Linked DNA regions of Mus musculus: all the other regions are linked to region 1. A link is a contact called in public Micro-C and promoter capture Hi-C data. All regions are on one chromosome and are shown on one strand. The core of a region is the stretch at or near the end of the contact, and the rest is flanking DNA. Distances in the headings are between cores, read along the strand shown. Region 1 holds the start of Pdyn (prodynorphin). Region 2 holds the start of Pced1a (PC-esterase domain containing 1A). Region 3 holds the start of Ttl (tubulin tyrosine ligase). Region 4 holds the start of Cpxm1 (carboxypeptidase X 1 (M14 family)). Region 5 holds the start of Zc3h8 (zinc finger CCCH type containing 8).

Evidence for each region. Promoter capture Hi-C pulls out the DNA fragments that hold promoters and counts their contacts. Hi-C and Micro-C count contacts between places; a contact is called where the count stands out from the background.
Region 2: a contact with region 1 is called in a Micro-C map of embryonic stem cells, with 3 times the contacts expected there. The contact joins the promoter of Pced1a here to the promoter of Pdyn in region 1. A contact is called at or near these places in 1 of 39 promoter capture datasets (hippocampal neurons) and 1 of 484 Hi-C or Micro-C datasets (embryonic stem cells).
Region 3: a promoter capture Hi-C map of neutrophils shows a contact between it and region 1, with 4 times the contacts expected there. The contact joins the promoter of Ttl here to the promoter of Pdyn in region 1. A contact is called at or near these places in 3 of 39 promoter capture datasets (embryonic stem cells, liver and neutrophils) and 2 of 9 other capture datasets (liver and macrophages).
Region 4: a contact with region 1 is called in a promoter capture Hi-C map of embryonic stem cells, with 2.7 times the contacts expected there. The contact joins the promoter of Cpxm1 here to the promoter of Pdyn in region 1. A contact is called at or near these places in 6 of 39 promoter capture datasets (3T3-L1-derived adipocytes, embryonic stem cells, liver and 1 more).
Region 5: a contact with region 1 is called in a promoter capture Hi-C map of neutrophils, with 2.9 times the contacts expected there. The contact joins the promoter of Zc3h8 here to the promoter of Pdyn in region 1. A contact is called at or near these places in 4 of 39 promoter capture datasets (embryonic stem cells, hippocampal neurons, liver and 1 more).

Annotation. Positions count from the first base shown.
Region 1 is chr2:129,698,598-129,701,297 of GRCm38.p6, reverse strand. It overlaps Pdyn (prodynorphin), which reads left to right and starts at 1,360. Exons shown (of 4, transcript NM_018863.4): 1 at 1,360-1,590.
Region 2 is chr2:130,423,004-130,425,703 of GRCm38.p6, reverse strand. Pced1a (PC-esterase domain containing 1A) reads left to right here and starts at 1,416. Exons shown (of 7, transcript NM_178762.4): 1 at 1,416-2,292. The coding sequence starts at 2,169. It overlaps Vps16 (VSP16 CORVET/HOPS core subunit), which reads right to left and starts at 1,384. Exons shown (of 24, transcript NM_030559.3): 1 at 1,257-1,384. The coding sequence starts at 1,309.
Region 3 is chr2:129,064,597-129,067,296 of GRCm38.p6, reverse strand. Ttl (tubulin tyrosine ligase) reads right to left here and starts at 1,350. Exons shown (of 7, transcript NM_027192.2): 1 at 994-1,350. The coding sequence starts at 1,150. Vinac1 (vinculin/alpha-catenin family member 1) reads left to right here and starts at 1,388. Exons shown (of 11, transcript NM_001370941.1): 1 at 1,388-2,160.
Region 4 is chr2:130,396,320-130,399,019 of GRCm38.p6, reverse strand. It overlaps Cpxm1 (carboxypeptidase X 1 (M14 family)), which reads left to right and starts at 1,391. Exons shown (of 14, transcript NM_019696.2): 1 at 1,391-1,661; 2 at 2,528-2,689. The coding sequence starts at 1,514.
Region 5 is chr2:128,942,680-128,945,379 of GRCm38.p6, reverse strand. Zc3h8 (zinc finger CCCH type containing 8) reads left to right here and starts at 1,360. Exons shown (of 9, transcript NM_020594.2): 1 at 1,360-1,532. The coding sequence starts at 1,456.

The DNA of each region.
Region 1 (2,700 bases), core at 111-2,610:
GTAATCACCATTACCTGGAGGACAGCTGTAGGGAAGTCCTGGCCACATGCCAGCTATGGCAATTGCTTTTGGCATTTCCTCCTTTCACTATGCCAAGATCCCAGTGGGGTTCTTTCCCCCATTCTACAGATAAGCAGATTGAGGCTGAACCCACTCACTTGACTTAGGGCTCTGCACAGATGGGTGGCAGAGGCAGAGACCAAGCTGACACATCCAATGTTACTACTAGCTGTAGCTGTCATCGACCTTGTTCAGGTAAACAGATCAAGTCACAGACACTGTAGAACCAAGTCCTCAGAGTGGGCGTTTGTCCAGTAGATGATGGGAAGGACCAGATCCATCTAGGTCTGGGTGATGACTTGCTGTGTTCTGTGTCCAGTTTCTAAGCTCTCCAGCCTCTGCCTCTGCGCCTGGCCAGAATGTGAGGATTAAAGTTGATGTCTTTGCTCACTGCCTGGTGCAACCCAGGTGTTCATGACACGGACTGCCCAGCCAGCCTCTGCTATCCCCCCCCCCCCACAAGGTGAACATCTCTGCAGCTGACTACAGAGACAAGCATGTTTCCTTCCAAACTCAGAGACATGGGTATTCTGGGAGGTGTTTGCAGCCATCCTTGTTTGTGAGAACCAGGGGCTGCCAGAGAAAACTGAATATTGAACGGCAGCCTCTGGTTGAGGAAAGGCAGTGTCTGGCATCAACTCAGACAGGTGCCCAAGTCACCTGGCACTCTCAGGCAAATGTACACTCATATGCATGCTAGTGTGTGTGTGTGTGTGTGTGTGTGTGTGTGTGTGTGTGTGTGTCCCTGCCAACATGGAGCTGAATGTTCCTCTTCTATAACCAAGACCTCTGCTTTGAACACTTCAGCATATCCTTTGGTTCCCTATATTTTGAGACAGCCTTTGTTTCTTGCATTCCTCCTCCTCCGACCCCCTGTTCCTCTTTTTCTCCTGATCTTTGATAGCCTCTGTGGCTGTGGCTCTTTCTCTTTTCCTCTTACTTTGCCTAGGCTTCCTTGTGCTTCAGACATGCCTCTCTCTGTTTCCATTCTCTGATTCTCAACTTTTTTTTGCCTTTCTATTGGACTCTCTGCGCCTCTCTCTGTCTCCTCCTATCTCTGCCTTTCCCCCACCTTTGTCTCTGTTTTCCTGTGACACTCTCCTGGAGATGCTGAAAAGTGGCCGCATTGAAAGTGACAAACAGCGCTACACCAGAATCCACCCCCGGGCTTCGCGAAAGCATCCTCCTCCACACCCACATCACCAGGAGCAGCTATTGTGTCTCACTCGGGCCCAGGGAGTTGAGTGGAAGGACCCGGGGGTCTGAGCGTTGACTGCTCTGCCACTCCCCCATTGGCTCCTGGCAGCCTGTGCTCTGTGAGCGAGCGCTGAGAGGGCTGAGCGACAGGGGGAGACTCTCATCTATAAAAGGGGAATAAGGCTCCAGAACTGCCATAGGGGGATTTGGTAGCCCTCGTCGCTTCCTCTGTGGCACTTCTCTGAGCTAGAGTCAGGGTACCTTCTGAATCTTGGATCGGCCACCCTACCACCTGATCAGCCAGAAGCCTGCCAGGGACAAAGCAGTAAGCAGGTAAGATCCGCAGGGCGCTCAGGCTCTCTGGCTTTATGCATGTGCTCCTGGTGCTATGCAGGGGCGCCGGTGGGAGCTTGGACGGGGGAAGTTAGGTTTGGGTCTGGTTACTCAGCACAGGGAAATCATAGTTTCAAGGTGAGCTTACAGAAGCTCAGAGAGTCCAAAGAGCTGCCTGTCCTCTGGAAACCATGCCCTGAACAGTCCTGGCGCCCACAGGTGCTAGCGGGGCTTCGCCTCTGCCACACAGCAGTCCCCACACTAGTTTTCAGGATCTGAGGAGAAGGTGGTAGCCTGAGTGGAAAACTGAGAGGTTTCACTAATTAGCATGATCTTAAAGGTCAACGTTCTCACTGGACTTAGCTTACACAGGTTGGGAACGTTAATGAGGTTCAGGACTCGGCATTTGCCAAGTACCGATCTGCACCATCAATGCATAAATAAGTGCCGTCCTTTTTCACTCTTTTTGAATCACGTTTAATCTCTGACAAGGTGCTGATTTGAGTGGCTTCCTTTGATTTCACTCAGAATGAAGTCTGGGGTTGTTTGGTTGAAAGGGAACTAGAAAGGAAAGCAAGAGCTCGGCTGGATACCCAGTCTGAGGGGGACTTCCCATGTCAATTTCACTGTGAAAGGACTTGTTGCTTTCCTGTAAATCACAGTCACGCTACCGCTGGAGGCAGCTAAGTTAGGCTGGTGGAGGCTCTTTTGAGGAAAGTCACCCGCTCTCTGATAGCAATGCTCATGTTTAAAGAAAGTGCTGTAGAACCCCAAAGTTTGACATCAGCAAAAAGCTGGCGAGCTTCAGAGACGGCGACTGTAGTCACCTCCATGATTGAACAGTAAATTCTGTGTCTTGTCACTTTTCCCTGTGTGTGTGTGTGTTTTCTGAGAACCTCTCAAGATTTACAAGTATCCCTTAATAAAGCCTCCGAGCTCTTTAGGTTATTGGATCTGGTTTCGAGTACCCTCCCACAGAGAGCAAACCTTCATTATCACCCTTCTGCCAAGGGTTGGTGAAATACACACTGATATCTTTCTAACCTGACAGGCGTTGCTGTCAAGATCTGTTGCAAAACCTCTCAGAATGTCAGTCCTTTTCTGTTCCTA
Region 2 (2,700 bases), core at 167-2,666, 720 kb before region 1:
AAGGTGTGCGCCACCACCGCCCGGCTCAAAGTCTTCTATTGAAATAAGACGCCAACGCAATGTCTTTGTGATCTTCGGGTACATCAATAAAACATTCTTTACCATTTTGTTGGGTAATGATTAGGTTTTGCTTGTTTCTGTTATTATTTCAAGACAGGGTCTTACTATGTGGCCCTGTCTGGCCTGAGCTATAGAGCAGGGTGGCCTGAATCTCAGAGTGCTGGGATTAAGAGGCGTGGGCCACCAAAGGCTGACCAACTATTAGGTAACAGGCACTAGCCTAAATATGCATGGGAAATAGAAGTATTCTTAGCCTTCAAGAGCTTAGCACGAGAAACTCATACCAACACTGCCCTCGTGTGCCACATATGATAAGACTCTACAACTGGACCTTTGTGAGGCATAAAAGGATTCTACTGTAGGAAAACCAAGCAGGTCCTGAAAGATGAGCAACATTCTTCAGGGTGATAAAGAGGAAAATAGCAATGCCCATAGAAGCGACTATAGAACTGTGCAAACACAAAGCCATGGAATTGCCTGGTGTGATGAGGTCCTGCAATTAATTCTGTGAAGCTGGTACACCCACGGATTGAGGATGATTGAGGTTAAGTTGGAAACCACTCAGAGAGTGACAAATGTAGGCTGACCAATTGATGAGCGCTCCACAAGCAGTTTGTACTTTATATCTTAAAAAGAAATAAAGCCAACGAGACGGTAACCATTGTAATCACGTTACTAGTTTTAGCCTTGAGAAAGACCCACAGCTAAGGGCACTCCAACCCCGGTGAGTTGCCACTGCCTCGGGTTCCTCATTAATAGTGCCCCAAGACTGAAAAGCGGTTCATCCCCTTTTCTCAGCTTTGGTCAGTACTGTCACCCCGCCCGCTGTGGCGATCCCGCCTTCCTGTGAGAGCCCCTGTGGTCCGACTTCAGCAGTTTCCGGAAGGAGACTGGCACTCGCTGTCGCCGCGGGGCGGCCTCCCTCTACGTGATCTAAGCATCCTTCCGGAGGCCAACAGACCTCGGTTTAGGGGTGGCTTCTCAGCTTGCCTCAGTTGGCGCAAAGGAAGGACCAGATTGCTGCCCCTAAAGTGCGTAAAGTGGCAGACGCTCAGGCGAGCCGCCATAGGGACGGACGCCAGCACGCGTAGTGGCCGGGGCGAGCATTGCTGGCTCTGCCGGGAGGCTCAAGCCAGCAGCAGACAAGCAAGGTAAGCTGGGCTGTGGGACGGAAGGTGGGGCGTCGGGCAGCTCACCTGTAAAAGGCAGAGTCCCCGAGTGGATTCCAGTTCGCAGTGTAACAGTCCATGTCTAGTACAGCTGGCGGCAAGAGTCGCCGAGGAAAAACCCGCCTAGCGCAAGCTCAGGCCGCACTTCCGCTTCCGCCCTTCGGGGTCACGTGACGAGGCCGCCTTAGCGGCCATCAGAACTGTGGGCAAGCTACGCTGAGCTATCGTCCTGCCCTCGGCGCGGCGGCCCGAGTGGACCTAGCCCTGGTTTCTGTCCTCCACAGCGGCCAACCTCGCTGCCTTTCTGACTCCTCCGGCGTTGGGGATCGCATAGGGCGGGACACGGGTGACCGAAAGTGGGAGCCATGAGCATCTGAGGCACAGATGCTGGAGGCGTTGGCTGGACCACCGTAGCGCACGCATGGCGAGCGCTGGGCGTCGAGCTGCGTACCTACAGCTAACCTGGGCACCCGGGCTCTGTGGGGCGGGATCTTTGCAGAACCCACCGCTCTCCAGGGGCATGGGATCATTGACTCTAGATCAGGACATCGCTGCCGAGACGCTGTCGCACGGCACCTGGGCCTGCCCTACTGGCCCGTGAATCCCTGGAGCCCCCGAGAGACTTGGTAACTGGCGCGAGCGGACGAATGCGCACGCGCGGGGCCGCCGTTGACACGTGGCAGGGCAAAGGCGTCTCTGCGCGCGCGAAGCGCTGTAGTCTAAGACTACGGCCCAAGTGACCCTTCTTCCCTCCGAGTGTGATAAAGGCTGCTGCCGTGTTGGGATTCGCCTTGCCGCTCCCACTTTCCTCCCCATTACACAGAGCAGCCAGGGAGGGGCCAGCGCGCATGGGTCATCTTGGAACAGACCGGACCTACCTAGAGTCCCTGCCCTCTGTCAGCTTATTGGCCTCTCCCTGCAGCTGGTGTCAGTGGCAGCATGGTCTTCTGTTTGGAAAACGAGATGCCACACCGCCTGCTGGGAAGCGCCATGGTCCACTTCCATGCCTCAGAAGTCCAGCAGCTGCTACACAACAAGTTCGTGGTCATTTTGGGGGACTCCAGTGAGTGACCACTCTAGGATGACATTTCACCGCCCTGTATCTTCAACCTTTTCTTTGTCTGCACGCCACATCTCCATTTCAGACTTCTCCATCTCTTACTCTGTTTCAGGACACTAGACTGCATTTTTTTCTTTTTTAAATTCCCTATGTACCTTCCCTGGGTGCCCCGGCATATCATTTGTGCACTATTTTTTAGCCCATGAGTGTGGCATCTTTATTTGTTGTTGCCCTTCATGATTTTCTTAAAAGGACCTGTGGGCTATGTTGTGTGTTTTCCTAGGGATGGGACCAACTTAATTTTGCCATTTGGTCTTTGGTCGCTGTACATAAGCTAGAGGAGAGGGAAATAGCTGGAAAGAGCAGAGCTAGGGCTTTAAAATCTCGTCTTTTCTTCTCTAAGCCAACCCT
Region 3 (2,700 bases), core at 101-2,600, 630 kb after region 1:
ATTCCATAAGCCATCATAGCTTGCTGTGGCTATAATGTCACCCAAGTGCCCTATGCAAGCTTGCCAAATTGCCTGTTAGTTCCAAACAAACTGCTTTCCGTTTAGCCTCATCCACCGCTGACCACACCTATGTCTGAAAAAAACCTCTCCTCTTCAGGACACGGGACACTACTTTCTGGGGTGTTTGCTAAGGTAGAGATGCCCCCCTCCTCTTCTGTCCTTGAAATACAAATGATCCCACCCCCAAGTGAAATTCTGGAAAAGAACCAGACACCCAGAGAGAGGCAAGCCCTCCCCAGATGACTATGTAGTGAAGGGACCATGAGACCAGGTTCAAGTCTGTGGGATGCTAGTTGAACCCATTAGGACAACTTCAAGATTACGTCATTTAAAAGGGAGTTGCTGTCCCTTCCTACATGAGAGTACGCGAATAGAATGGTACCAAGCCAGTTTCGCACATGTGGATGAGGAGAGCAAAAGTCACCCAAGATCGTGTAAGAAAACATCACTAAATGCAGCTGCAAATGTAAACTTTTGGTGCAGCTAAAGGAAAGGTCTGAAATGGAACAGCTCCCCACGCTCCAGCTTCCCTGGAAGCTCCTGCTTTGGGTAAGTCAGTGAGTTTTCTCCAAATTCCCTGCCGGTTCATCTTGGCCTCCGGGTAACCCAAGCCTCGGCGGTTTCAACTCCCCTTCCACGCCCACACCACACAGAGCTGAATCCTAAGTGGCGGAAAGCTGCAAGATGACTGATGCGGGCCCAGGGAAGCAGGGGAACCAGGCCGACACCCTGAGTGCGGGTATAGGTCACTGTCAGCAGACAGGGCAACCGCACCCAGACTCCGTTCCAAATCCAGCTACGGGTTTAGGTCTTGCTAGACCCATTTTATATCTGCTAAGGTGAGCTCGCGCCTAGGGAAGATTAATGACCTTAAAAAACAAAAGCGCTCGCTCTCCGATTCATGCGCGCAGCGGCCACGAGGGAAGGGCTCACCTAGTCTCCCGAAGGGCAGTCGGTTCCTCTCCCCCAGCATCAGGTTGAACCTGGGGTTGTCTCGCCGTAGCCTCTTCCAGTAGCCGGTGGCCAGCAGCAGCCGGGAGACCTCGGCGTAGACGCTGCTATTCTCGTCGCGCACCACGAAGGTGTACATGGCGAAGGGCAGCGCGCCCCGCAGCCGCTACACGAGTCCAGGGCACGGCGGCCCCGCGTGCACACTGCCCCAGCCTCAGCCTCAGCCCCGCTGTCGGTCTAATTCCAGGGCCGCGCCTCCGGATTACCCTAGTGTCTGCCCTGGGCGCCCGCGCCACCGCCCGAGTGGCGAGCGCCACCCGGACGCCGCGCCCACCCCCAGCGCCCCGCCCACCGCCGGCGCCCCGCCCACGACCGTGATTCCGCGCGGCGCTAAGGGCAGGTCTGCGGGTTGCGGCGGCAGGAGCTCCCAAGCAGGGCCCACCAGGGCCGCCCCGCCACTCAGTGTGTGGCCGGTGACATGGGTCTCAAGTGTGGCTGCAGTAATAGCAAACTGCGGTGGAGAGACCAAGGGAAATAATTCCAGCTGCGCCATAGCCCGCCAATATCCCTTTCCGCCCTCTGTCTGGGTCTTCCACCAAGTTCAAAATCAGATTTGGTGGATGAAACAAAAGATCCAGGCATGGGTGTAGCTCAGTTGGTAGAGTGCTTGCTTAGCCAGCACTGAGCTCTGGGTTTGATCTGGGTGCGGTAAAATCGGACACATGTCAGGAGCCATAATGGGACAAGCTAATAACTAGCAGGTGATCATCCTGAAGTAGCCTGCCTTGGATTATTATATAATCTGCGACAGTGAGCCCTCATTAAGCAAGGCTATGAGGGACTCATTTTAGGAAAGATTCCTGCTGAGATAGAACAAAGGCTGTATTGCTTAATCCTCCCCTGATAGGCTACAGGTGTTAATCGCCTAAGCCAGCAAGCAAGCCCTCAGAAAGAGCAAGAAAGTTTTTAGGACTTTTTAGAAGTTATCATCAGCATTTCAGTATAATTAGAGAGCTAGAAAGCCCCAAGACCCTCAGACGTTAAAGCCATCACCAGAGTCCTTACTCTGTGACTCCACTGCTACCCCTGGCCCGGGCCAGGAGGCTCCCAATGTTCTAATTTGGCACCCGAACAGCGACATTGAATAAGGTAAGTGGACACAGATAGGACTCTTAACTGGGTCTTACAAATCCATTGGACAAGGAGTGTGCAGTTAAATTGTCTTCTGCCATCAGTAGAGGCGGATAGTTGGGGCCATCAGTTCCTGGTTGGGTACCATCAGTGCCCATGTTAAGCCAGGAGCCATCAGCTCTGGCTTTTATTGCCTGCTGCCATCAGCAGAGGCTGATACTAGGTGCCATCAGTGCCTAGCTGTTCTGTTGGAAGCTATCAGCACCCGTCTTAGGTCAGAAGACATCAGTTCTGGGTTGTGTGCATTTCATGGGTATCTCTCAAGATGGGACAAAGTGAATCTACAGATAGAGAGTTCTTTACAGATATTAATAAGTATACTCTTAAGAAAAGAGTCTTAGCTGGGCAATGGTGGAGCACGCCCTTAATCCCAGCACTTGGGAGGCAGAGGCAGGCGGATTTCTGAGTTCGAGGCCAGCCTGGTCTACAGAGTGAGTTCCAGGACAGCCAGAACTATATACAGAGAAACCCTGTCTCGAAAAACTAAACCAAACCAAA
Region 4 (2,700 bases), core at 142-2,641, 700 kb before region 1:
AAAATCTAAGCAGGAGCCTGCTAGCTAGCCAGCAGGGTTTCCTCTGGTTTCTGTTTTTCAAGTTCGTTCCTGCCTGAGTTCTGCCTCAACTTCCCTGAATGAACCTGTAATTAGAAATAAATCCTTACCTTCCCCAAGTTGCCTTTTGTCCGAGTATTTTGTCACAGCATCAGAAAGGACAGTAGAACATGGTGTCTTCCTTAAACTTCTCTATGCCTATCTGGTGAGCTGAGCCTAGCACTGCTTCTTAGGTGGGAGCACCAAAACGGGACTTGGACATGTATGGGTCCTCCGTGATCACTCCCTTCTCAGAGTTCTCTGACCCTCCTGGAGTGCCATAGTTGGGCTAGATGACAGGGCTTACTCCTTTGCAGTGGTCCCTATAGGAGGTGGCCTCAGTTCAGGAGCCCCACACCTGGCCCCACGCATTTCCACCAGGCTCTGGTTCTGCTGCAGAACCAGAAAGGTGGTTCTGAAAGGTGCAGGCTTGACTTGAGGTTATTCAGCTCATTTACATAGACACTTCTTGGGGGACTACAGCGAAGGCAGAGCAAGCACCAGTGGCACAGGCCTTTCTTTGGGGCAGGTGACTCCGGTGTGGGGAGAATCTAGAGGGGTCCTGGGGAAAACAGGTCAGAGAACTCCTGGAGGAGGATGGGAGGAGGAGGGGAAGGAGGTGGATCGAGAAGTGCGGGAATCCCATTAAGACTAGACTTGGTCTCACGGTTCTTGACGCCAGCCCTCTGGTTATCAGCTCTGGCTGCCTTCCTCGAGTTATGTAACCCCAAAACGTGGCAGCCCCGGGAGGGAAAAAGAGAGGAGGCGGGTCGGAGAGGAAGCGCCGCCTCTCTTTGCACCCACAGTTTGTTTTTGGGTTTAATGGAGGACCCCTCACCCCCACAACGCAACCCTAGCCTTCCACCCCCACTGCTCTCCTGCGGTCTTTCCCCGTTGCCCTACCCACCCCAGCAAGGCACCCTAAGTTCTGGATGGATTTTCCTCTCAAGTTGTAGTTTCCAAAGCCCCCAGCTTTTGTTACCTTGGCCACGTCAACAAGGCCCAATGCAAGCTTCAGTTTATCAGCCTGCAAACTGAAGTTTGACTAAGATTCAGACCACGTGCAGAGCGCCTTGCATAGGTGCCTGCAGATGGGATAGGCGCGCGCAGTCGAACAGAATGTGCGGTGACTTTGCAGCCTGTGTAGGGCCGGACACCGGTGAGGCTGCGACATTGGGTCTCTGGACCCCAGCCCGCCGCCCTCCCCCCCCCCCGGGGGTCCTCGCGGTTCACCAGAGTCAGCCGCCCCCGGGGGATGTCGCGGCTCTCCGCAGCCCTCCCCCTCCTAGGGTGTCGGATTCCAGAGAGTGGCTGTGGGCGGGCCGGAGGCTGCAGAGGGGCGTGGGGCGGTGGAGGGCGGGCGAGCAGGAAGGGGCGGGGGGCTCCGCAGACGCCCGCAGGAAGAAGAGAACCCACCAAGAACCTCGGCACAGCGCGCTCGTCGACCCTTCCCGCTATGTGGGGTCTCTTGCTCGCAGTGACCGCCTTTGCGCCTTCCGTCGGTCTGGGGCTGGGGGCTCCCAGCGCCTCAGTGCCGGGCCTGGCGCCGGGCTCAACCCTGGCTCCACACAGCAGCGTTGCACAGCCGTCCACAAAGGCAAATGGTGAGCTCTGGGTCCCATGGTCGGCTGCTGGGCAGGTCAGACCCACTCCCCCAGCTGGGTCCTCCAGCTCGCCCTGTGAACGGGGACAAGCACAGCCCAGTGCAATGGCTGCTGAGTCAGCAGCCCCATCCTGGCCAGACCTAGTCAGCAGTCTTAGGGCAGGCCCAGCGGGATGCTGGCTGCCCCAACTCCAGCCTGCCTTCTTCACAAATGAAATTTGAGGCCAGAATCTGGAAAGGTGAAGAGACACCAGACTAAAAGGGGACAAGCCTATGCAGGATGGTGTGTAAGGCCATGGACTGGAGGGGAAAAGACAGGGAGTGAGGCTGCCTGGAGGAAAGATCACTGCCTCGTGATGGGCGCAGGCAGACTGTCTGGCTTCCCAACTTCTTCCTTAGTTAGGAGCTCTGAGGCCAGCAGGTAGGCCAAGCACGGACTTCATTCAGGAAAAGACCCGAGGCTTAGTCTGAAGATAAGGAAGGCTTGGAGGTTGATGAGAGTAGATGCAAGATTAGAGACAGGAGGTAGTATTACCGAAGAGGACGGACCAGAGCAAGGCCTGGAGGTTAAAAACTAACTTCAGACCTTCAGAGTGACCAGTCTCTAATGGCTCAGTGTTGCTCTCCCCTGAATCAGGGAGTCAGAGGGGACGTGAGCCAAAGATGTTGTGTTAAGAAGGAAAAACTGAAGAAATGACTAAAAGAGGCAGGTGGAGTTAGGAAACAGGTCTTGTGTGCTGTGCTAGGATGTCAGTAATTGTTGTAGGTGTCACATATGCCCAAATGCCTTCTTGGGCTAGCAGACCTTTCCGTCTGGGTTTCATGACATTCTTCTCTTCTTTGGTACATTGTCCCCTGGTACCCTAGAGACCTCAGAACGGCATGTCCGGCTTCGAGTCATCAAGAAAAAAAAGATCGTTGTCAAGAAGCGAAAGAAGCTAAGGCACCCTGGTCCCTTGGGGACTGCTAGGCCTGTGGTGCCCACTCACCCAGCAAAGACCCTCACTCTCCCTGAGAAACAAGAACCAGGTATTGCTTAC
Region 5 (2,700 bases), core at 111-2,610, 760 kb after region 1:
AGTTCCATTTCACTTCCTGGTGCCCCTTTAATGTCAACCACATATTTTGTATTTTTCCTTTCAAAGCCTGCTACACTTATTCAAAAAAAAAAAAAAACCTCTTCATGAGATTTAACCAGAGAACAAAGTCTATGTTGGGCTTTTTTGAGACTTCCTTTGTCAATGCAATTAATATATATATTTACCTTAGCCCCACATAGACTCTCAGACAAGGGCAAAAAGCAGCCACATTCTTCACCAAAATACCACAAAAACAGTCTCTATGCCACAAACTGAAAATTCTTCTCTGAAACCTCTTGGGCCTGGTCTGCACAGTTATTCTCAGCAAGTCTTCCATATTCCTACTAGGATGGTCCATTAAGCCCCATTTAAAACATTCCACCGCTTTCCAAATCCAAAGTCCTGAAATCAACATTCTTCCAAACAAAAGCATGGTCAGACCTATCCCTGGTACCAGCTTCCATTTTTTTTTTTCTTGGTTTTTCGAGACAGGGTTTCTCTGTATAGCTCTGGCTGTCCTGGAACTCACTTTGTAGACCAGGCTGGCCTGGAACTCAGAAATCCACCTGCCTCTGCCTCCCAAGTGCTGGGATTAAAGGCGTGCGCCACCACGCCCGGCTACCAGCTTCCATTTTATTTAGGGTTTTACTGCTGTGAACAGACATCATGACCAAGGCAACTCTTATAAGGACAACATTTCATTGGGGCCGGCTTACAGATTCAAAGGTTCAGTCCATTATCATGAAGGAATGAGCATGGCATCATCCAGGTAGGCATGGTGCAGCAGGAACTGAGAGTTTTGCATCTTCATCTGCAGGTCTCTAAGACTGCACCCCCCCACCCCCCCACCCCCAAATAGTCTTAATACTTAGTACTTTCTATTGAATTTGCCTGCTTTAAATATATTTATGTGTTTACTCAGAAGAGATCGTCTAGGTTCCTTTTTGTGCAATTAATTTTGCTTGGTCACCTGTCAATTTTAAAGGGGCTGGAAGAGATATATGGCTCAATAGTTAAAACATAAAGGTCTTGCGTTCTGTTCCCAACACTCATGTCAGGTGGGTTACAATAACTGGCCTCCGCGGGCATCTGCACTCATTCTCTCTGTCTCTCTCTCGTACATATAAAAATAGCACAGCTTTCTAAAGAAGAATCCTAAAGATTATTTTAATTTTTTAACGACATTGTAGTGCTGCACTAAGGAACGAATCGGACATAAGTACAGAGAGTTGCGCGTGCGCAGCTCAGGCACCGAAAGCCTCCCCACCAACGGTGAGAACTGCGCATGCGTGGTAGGGCTGGCCAGGTCGCGCGGAGTCGCGCCCAAGCAACATGAGCGCGAGCGCGTGCGCGTGCGCTGGGCGGAGCGTGTGGCCCTTGGCGCGACTGTAGCCTCCGCTTCGCTGGTTGTTCAGTACCTGCTCGGCGTGGAGAGGAACGGTCCCTGTCTGAGTTATGGATTTTGAAAATCTCTTTTCAAAGCCCCCCAATCCGGCCCTCGGCAAAAAACCGGCCGCCGACCCTGAGGAAAGGTGATCCCCACGTTCTGGTCCTTTGCAGGGCACCGCTTGGGCTCCGCCCCCTCGCTCCTGGAAACCGGCGAGCCCTGGCTGGCGCGTGGGCCGGGACCGGAGCGGGGAGGTCGGAAGGGGAAGTGGGGTGGAAGTCAGAGTAGGGACTGCGGGCGAGGGCAGTGGCCGGGCGGCGGGAGGAGGCCCCAGCCTCTGAATCTGCCCCCAGGGGCCGGCTGCTCCCCTTGCACGTGCGCTTAACGTGTTTGCTGTCAGTCACCTCCGAGGTGGCTTTGCCGGCACCTCGAGAGTTGAAGGATACATAGACTGCTCTGCCAGTGATCCTGAACCAGAACTCCCAGAATAAAGCAGCAAGCATCATTTCGGCTTAGTTTTTCTGTTAATTTGGAAAAGCGTGTTGTTAATCTCGTACTTAGTCAGAGTGCGGGATTTCTGTGCAGATACCCACTCACTTTTTAGGTTTTTTTGGTTTTTGGTTTTTTTTTTTGGTTTTTTTTTTTTGGTTTTAATTTTTCGAGACAGGGTTTCTCTGTGTAGTCCTGGCTGTCCTGGAACTCACTCAGAAACCCGACTGACCCTGCCTCCCAAGTATGGGATTAAAGACATGTGCCACCACTGCCCGGCCCACTTTTTAGTTTTTTGAGTTGATAATGCCCTCAAACTCCATCTCTCCTAAATCCTTGTCTTCTATGTTCTCTCTTTCCTCAGTGGAACCCTTGACACATCCTTCACGAGTTTTTTTCCACCCTCATTAAGATAACATTACAGTGTTGGGCTGGGCCTATTAATCTCAGCATTTGAAAGGCAGGCAGATCTTGGGAGACTGGGACCAGCCTGGTCTAAATAGCAGGTTCCAAGCCAACCTCAGCTACATAGGGGAAACACTGTTTCAAGGGGAAAGGATATATGTATATGTTCACTGCTCAGTCTCAAATACCTTAGTGGAAACTGTTAGCCTAATTGGGCTACCATAGCTTTGCTGTGTAATTAATGTGAAACTTTTTTTAAAAAAGATTTATTTGTTTTATGTATGTGAGTACACTATAGCTGTACAGATGGTTGAGAGCCTTCATGTGGTTGTTGGGAATTGAATTTTTTTTAAGGACCTCTGCTCGCTCTGGTCAACCCCTCTCAATCCAGTTGGCCCTGCTCCATCAGTCCCTGCTTG